2 separate regions of the Gasterosteus aculeatus genome follow, and region 1 is linked to region 2. The links are chromatin contacts, called in public Hi-C maps. All regions are on one chromosome and are shown on one strand. Each heading gives the region's core, a stretch centred on a gene start, on an enhancer-like site or on the middle of the called end of the contact. The rest is flanking DNA. Distances are from core to core; before and after follow the strand shown. Region 1 overlaps csrnp2 (cysteine-serine-rich nuclear protein 2). Region 2 overlaps itga5 (integrin, alpha 5 (fibronectin receptor, alpha polypeptide)).

Region 1 (3,710 bases), core at 1,190-3,689, 81 kb after region 2:
ACGTGGATGCACAGAGAAAACTATCCCAAATGACAAATTAAAAGCTTTTACTTTGAAAGCAAAAAAAAGCTGATTAAATGGATATGAATGAAGTAAATAATAGAGCAATAGAATTCAACAGCACTGCAGACTGCATCTTCTAAAATGATAGTAAACATTATCGTCATGTATTGGAGGACTGTTGTGTTAGACTGCATTCATTTTACCGAATAAACTGTCAAATGAGTGATATACTTTGATTTATGAATAATCACATAATCTCAGCAGCACTTAAAGAGGCTTCTCATCCTCTGAACACATAAATACAGACAAGCCTTGTCTAGAATAAAGCTGCCTGCTACCATTTAAAAACCCACTGATACTTGCTACTTCTTCCTGTTAGCAGCCCATCCCCCTCCTTCTGTGGCAACAGCCAGCTGTTACTGGGAAAATCATGATAAATGGGAATTTCCTTAGTAATACCTTAAATGGATCAATATTTTGGGAAATCCATATATGGATTTTGTAAGTGCCCTCACTTAGATCGCTTTTGGAAGTAGATATTTGGTTTATTTGATAAAATATTTGCTTCCCAGAGTCCCAGTTTCTGATAAGCAGCCATCCTTGAGGCATCCCCGCAGTGATGTGCAGGAAAAGGCGCCCGTAGAGCGAGCACACTCGCGTTTCCTTCCTCCACCTTCCGCCAAAACCTGGCGTTTTTTATATTATATACTATAAATATTTACTACCACTAGATAAGTTGTATTCCTATTCAGTAGAGTGGAATCTGATTTTTTTTTACTTCATACAAAAAAACTAAGAAAATCAATCCAATGTGATATAATGCCTTGACATTAGCATGAGCAAGTCAGTATTATAATTTAAGCATTTGTGCTTGTATTGTGCGTGTATTGCATTTTGCTAACGAGCACCACATATGTAGACTGTCTATGTTGATGGATTGTCCGTGCACTTTTGGAGCAGCTTTTGGTTTTGTTTTAAAGTTCACGGCCCTCATTGTTTATTTTATCCCAATTTCTGTCCCGAGCGCACAGAGTGGACGTTGTGTCGGAGGGTCTTACTCAGTTCAGCCATGCAGCATGTGAGGAGCACGGCAGCGGACCAGCAGAAATACCGTGAGCTGGTTTTATGAATAGTGCCATTTAAAAGGGATTGGTTTCGGTGAAGGCCTTATGATGCCCCAGAACTGGCGTCACAGAGAGAGAGGGAAAGAGGGAGCATTCTTTCCAGGCGCTGGAGCAGCACTTACAGACGGGTAGACTGGAGTGAAGGGGTGATGGCATCTTTCCATCTCACGTACGTCACTCCTAAGGCCCAGTTGTTCTAGATGGCTCGGCCCAGTCACAACAGTCGTATTAAAGCCCAGATAAAGCTTTTGTTTTGCACATCTGTCAACACACACTCGGACGGCTCTGGGAGGGTTCTCTCCTCTGATTGTGAAGTGTTTGGTTTTTAATGGCCTCTCCAAATATTTCCACGGGCTCCAGATTGGTCTCCATCATCAACCCTGGTAGCTATCAGGCCCGGCTGAGTCCTTCCGGCCATTGGATGAGTGAAACAATAGAAAGCAAGAGACCGGAAGGGTAAAACAGATGATGCATAGTTCTGGTATCGGTGGACTGCAGCCACAATTGTTCCAGAGGTTCCAGAGGTAATTTGTTCCTGCACGTTTGTGATATTGTGTCTGGGCTTGGACTGAATGATGGCACGTGGTGACTGGCATTGATGACTAGGGGAATTTTTAGTCAAAGTTGTCGTTTGAGCCACTATTGTTTGTACCGGGGGCCAACGGTATTTGGTATCGGTCATGGCAGTGAGTGTGTATCCTGCAGAGCAACTTCCTGCCATTGAAGTAAGCAAGTATTTTGCCAAACACGGTCAGTGGTTGTACACAGTGAAACGCGAGAGACCACCTTGAAACTGTAAGACAGCACAGGCGATTAAAAGATGTTACTGCCTGCTGGTGATTATTCTGAGGGATCAAAGCCAGTTCAGTAGGAGTGGAAAGCTACACGCAGGTTTGAGAAAGTGGCATCACATAGTAAATTAAACCCGTTGAGCTTTATCTCCAGATGTACGATGATCCTTTGGCATGGATAAGATGCAATGCCTCAATTTCAGAGGAACAACTGCAGTGAATAAGTCCTCTGTGTGACACACATGGGGAGAGCAGGTTGCCTTTAGAAGGAGTGCAGCGAGTGTGACGCTTACATTTATAAGGACAATGTGATGTAAGGTTTAAAAATTAAAGCCCTTCAAACTCACATTTGTGAGCAATAAAAGAATAAATTAAAAAAAGACAGACTCCTGAAATGAGCCCCTCAACTGCATCTGGTGCTAGGGCAATATAAAAATAAAAGATGTCAGTTGTAGGTAGAGGCCCTCCCCTAGTGGTCAGAGAGTGTACTGCATCCAGCAGACAGTCTGTCATGACCTCCAGTGTCTGGACAAGGACACATTTAATGACACAACTTCACACTGGGGCTTCTTTGGGTTCCAAAGCAAATACTGCCTCCATGACACGGTTGCATCTCACACCCGAGTCACAGCTCCTTACTGTCAGAAACTACAGAGTGGCTAATGGGGAAAAAAATGCCAGACTAGCAGAAGCAGACTTTATCGTTATCGGCAAGGTGGGCAGCTCAACAAAAGCTCACAAACAGCTGTGTGTTACGATGATTATGCATTGCTCATTGTAAACACAGGTGCGATTAATAACGTTAATCATGGCGCTCTTTTGCGTGGTCGAGCCGGGCCCCGCGATTGTGCCGACTGAATGAGGATGATGCAGAAAATAGAATGAACCATGGTGAGCTCAGGTGCAACTCTCATTTTGTCAATTTACCTTCACGATTATACCTGTTTTACCTGCCGTGACACGTCAGAACGGCTGCCCTGTGTAGGGGCCTATCGGACCGCCTCTTGAGTTATTCGCAGTCTGAAACATCAGTAAAATACACATAACAGAAGTATTTCTCAGACAGCAGAGTACCAAGTGATTTGTCTGTTTCGCTGACGGTTACGTTACTCTACTCGCGAGGGGACAACGCAGCTCATGCAGTCTGCCTCCAGTTGCAGTGAAGAAGAGATGCGATTGCACAGTGACCCGTGGAGGACGACGGAGCCCCCCGTTCACCCGTCTCATTAAAGTCTAATAATATTGAGCTTGTCGCGTGGCGCATTGGCTCATTGAGTCTGCAGCAAAACACTCCCATTATGCAGTAGATCTGGTTCATTGTTCATGAGACACGCAGAGGACATAGAAAGGTATTACTTGCATTATAGCTAGATTCTATATCTAAATAATAGTTTGCGCTGTCTCCTTAAATTAACAGTCGGTTTCCCCTGCTGCCTCCTGCAATGCAGTCTATGATTGAGAACGGTGAAATCACGAAAATTGATTAATTACATGCTTAAATCAACACAACAGGCATAACACATTATCCTTTTTCAAGTGAGTGTTTTATTCTTTTTATTTTGTATAAAAAAAAACAAAAAAAACTTTTGTCCACAGTTAGCATGAGAGTAGTCCCCATAGCTTTTAGATAGTCTAAACGTGTTATTGTTTACAACAATCGCACACCCCTCTCACACAGAGAAACACACAATCACGTAGTGTAATGGTGTTGGTTTGATGGCAGTGGTCCCAAACCTTTGTCTATCAAAAGAAAGCCAAGGACAACAACAGGCAGCTTCTAATCATCACCATT
Region 2 (3,403 bases), core at 744-3,243:
CGACAAGCCGCAGACAAAGACCCCTTTGGTGGAGGCAGGTATTCAAAGAGCGAAGCGGAGAGAAAGGCTACCTGCAGCTGGTTGTATCAATAGGGCCAGTGTGTGGGGGCTCGGGGCCTCATAACACCCAGAGCCAAACATTAGAGAGCAGTCTGTATAGTAACCAGTGCATCACCGACCAAAAAAGAAAAGCCTCCTAGGTCCCATAAGCCCCTCCACCATTATCAAAGACTCTTTAATGTTAATCACCACAACGGGACAAGCTTGTGGCCTCTGACCCCTTCCTTTTAACGACATCACAACCTAATTACCCGATCCCAGGAGCCTCGTGTAAGGGCCAGTGTCGCCAAGCTAGATCCAGACCTGCGCGATTAACCCAACGCTACGGTTGGTAACTCAAGACACCGGCGAAAGTAAGCCGAGCAAACTATTAAAACGCACAGTCCGGTGTTGTCAAATCCAAGTATAGTAGTAGTACTAGCTAACGGACGCTAAATCCAGCGGCAAATTTCCAACCCTGACGGCCCGTTCATACGGCCCGGCTTCCAAAACAGCTCCCGATGATAATAAACAAGGAACTTTGCTATTGTTGGTGCTCACAGCTGTCGACCTTGCTGCTGGTGAGAGACTCCTGTGACGCTGAGGAGCAAACGGGCAGCGTGCAAACTAAGGCAGGCTGAACCTTTCCACTTTTACTTGATTTATTGATTGCAGTCAGGTTGTAAATAGAATATCAACCGGCACAACCGGATGGAAGATAAACCGCAACCTATATTGTCCAGACCTTCTGTTTCTTTTATCCAACGAGGACACGACCTCCTCTGTAAGCGACATAAAAATTATTTTAACCACATGAGCCCATTAAACCCGTAACGTTAAACTCAAGCTCCTCATTTCCTCACTTTCAAGTCCCCTATTACATTAGAGTTTGTTAGACTTGGCTTTTTGGCCCAATCTATGCATGTAACAAGCTTTATTTACAGAACCTGACAATTCGCACTTTCAGCCTCCTACCAGATTAGTCATATGGGCGAGCGGGTTTCTCTGGACGTCCCTCCTCTCGACGCGGTGCTCATGTGCCTGCAGCGCGAGGACAGGTGGCTCTGTGGACGTGTGCTGGAGCTAAAAGAAGGAGATACAAGACACAAATACACACGCCACCAATTAGAATAAGACAGACACCGATGACCTCCCAACAGGCAAAAGAGCATCGTCAATAGAAGACCAAATGTTCGTATGAGGCTTTTTGTAATTATTTAGAAGCATGTGAGATCTTCTCCACATGGATTCACTACAGCTCGGTATAAAGGGGCGCGTCGCTGGATGTGGGGGACGAGCGAGTTGCTGGGCGAGGTGGTTCATCAAGCTGTTCTGAGCACAGGGAAGAGACGGGACTTCAAAGCGGTGCTGGGGTTAGTGTCCTGGGTGGGGCTAACAAGCTGGGAGGAGGAGGTGGGTGTGGGCCAACCAGCGGGACGGCGCAACGGTTAATCATACAGTGGAAACCAGCGGGAGACGTTCACTGTCCGAGTCAGGCCCGGCTTACTTTGAGGCGGAGGTGGTTCATGTTTTTGTCGGCGGTGCAGTTGATGGGGCCTTCCACGGAGAACTCGAGGGGGTAAAGCAGAGTCTGACCCTGAACTCTGAGGGGGCAGTGCAGCTCGAGTAGGGTGTTGCTGATCCGGCTGGGCCCGTTGTTCACCAGCTGCAAGAAGGAAATTAAAAAGAACACTGTAGTCAGTGATGTATAAGGAAAATATATTTAGTTGTAGCTGGGAGGCTTTTTTTTCATGCTGGAACTTTTATATTTGACAGATTTTCTTAATCTAATTCTGAACCTCAGCTAGATCAGAAAAAGCTGACAATAAATCATGCGCTCTAAACTGGTTTATATTTTCTTTGGCTTTCCTTCATTGCTGCACAGGGAAGTTCAAACAGTAGTGTCTGCTTTCGGACCCAATCTGCTCAGCCCTGATGAGTCTGCACCGCTAACAGCACGGCTGATTACCTCATAGATGTGTTCCACTGCGGGCCCAACGTCCTGCTCCGCCTCGTAGGTCTTGGTAACCTTCCAGTTGGCCGGCGGGAAGAAGACCTTATCTGGTCGAGACACACTTAAAAGAGAAGCGGGGATGTGAGAGAATGTGTAGGAAGGCCCCAGAGACCTAATGAAATTCCTAAAGTTCAAATGAGGGAATCCTGACACCGAACTCACCCTTGTAGAATTACTTCAGCCTGAACAACCACCTCCAGCTTGTAAGGCACGACCTCACTGAGGGAATTATTTTCATTTTTACTGTGGAAACAGGGAGAGGAAAAAAAAAAAGATTCTGATTAGCTGATGTCACTCGAGAGCTTTGCAGATCAGTTCTGCTGAAACCACACGTTAGTGTATCTTTAGTTTATATGCTCATGGTAGTTGTTGACAGCAAGTTGTACCTGCGAATCTGCAGCTCAAACTGAACAGTTTTGTGCGTGTCCTTCAGCCGCGGCACTGTGAAGCGCAGACCAGCCCACAGCTGCCAAGAGAAAGAGTCCACTTACAAATCAGCATTAAAAAAAGAATGTTATACTGTCCATGAATTCAGAAGGAACAGAAGTAGCACATGAACGACTCGCTTGCAGGCATTCCTTATGTACTCATTGCCTCCCGCTGATGGATTTTGTGATTTTCTCAGGGGTTTTGGTGGGTAAAGTATTTCTATTGATAATATCAATGAAGTATTTATCAATAACTTTGCATCCAGTTCTCTTTCATTAGGTCCGCCTGCAGCTTTCCTTTTAATGAGCAACCAACGCAATCAATAACATTACAACCACAGACCGTTACCATGAAAACAAGTATATATATTACAAAAAGTAAAGTGTTTGTTTAATATGTAGAAGGGTCATTAAAAAGGGGCACAGATGGGAATCTTTGCTTCCTGTCACAACATTTCCTAACACATTCGGACCTTTCCTGTTGCAGTTCACACCCAGCCGTACAACGAACTTACATCGTTTTCCTAGGAGGAGCAGTAAATCATGATGTTTGGACAACTAGGGCGGTCATTACATCAGGAAATCACAACATGTTTATGCTAGCCCAAATAATGTGTGATAACAATCTTAACACAATACCAAGTGTAGTGTTAGTGTAGATCATTACACAATACTACCATGTGCATTGTTGATACGACAGCAATGTTGGATTGCTTTTTTCTTGTGTTGGTTATAGTCAATACCAGTATATCGTTCAACGGTCACGGAGCATGAATACGGTCAGAGGCGCTGTACATACACTGGTGCCAGACTTCATCGGGTTGCCCAAATCACAGCTGAGGTATTGGGTTTGGTTCTCCGTGTCATATCTGCAGGTAAGCTGGGACAGGCTCTACGAAACAAGGAGACAGGGGATTGGACA

What was found. A called contact is a pair of places that touch in the nucleus more often than the background predicts.
Region 1: a Hi-C map of skeletal muscle shows a contact between it and region 2, with 4 times the contacts expected there. The contact joins two enhancer-like sites. A contact is called at or near these places in 2 of 6 Hi-C or Micro-C datasets (both in skeletal muscle).

Annotation. Positions count from the first base shown.
Region 1 is chr2:8,036,347-8,040,056 of fGasAcu3.hap1.1, forward strand. It overlaps csrnp2 (cysteine-serine-rich nuclear protein 2), which reads right to left. Exons shown (of 5, transcript XM_040193527.2): 5 at 3,444-3,710. Among protein-coding and RNA genes, the nearest start is that of csrnp2, 10 kb to the right of the region's middle. Within about 2 kb of position 2,440, at least 1 of the 9 cell types and tissues checked has open chromatin away from gene starts, as enhancers often do.
Region 2 is chr2:7,956,053-7,959,455 of fGasAcu3.hap1.1, forward strand. itga5 (integrin, alpha 5 (fibronectin receptor, alpha polypeptide)) reads right to left here. Exons shown (of 30, transcript XM_040192481.2): 21 at 3,281-3,373; 22 at 2,440-2,519; 23 at 2,216-2,296; 24 at 2,009-2,114; 25 at 1,547-1,705; 26 at 1,015-1,122. Among protein-coding and RNA genes, the nearest start is that of itga5, 24 kb to the right of the region's middle. Within about 2 kb of position 1,994, at least 1 of the 9 cell types and tissues checked has open chromatin away from gene starts, as enhancers often do.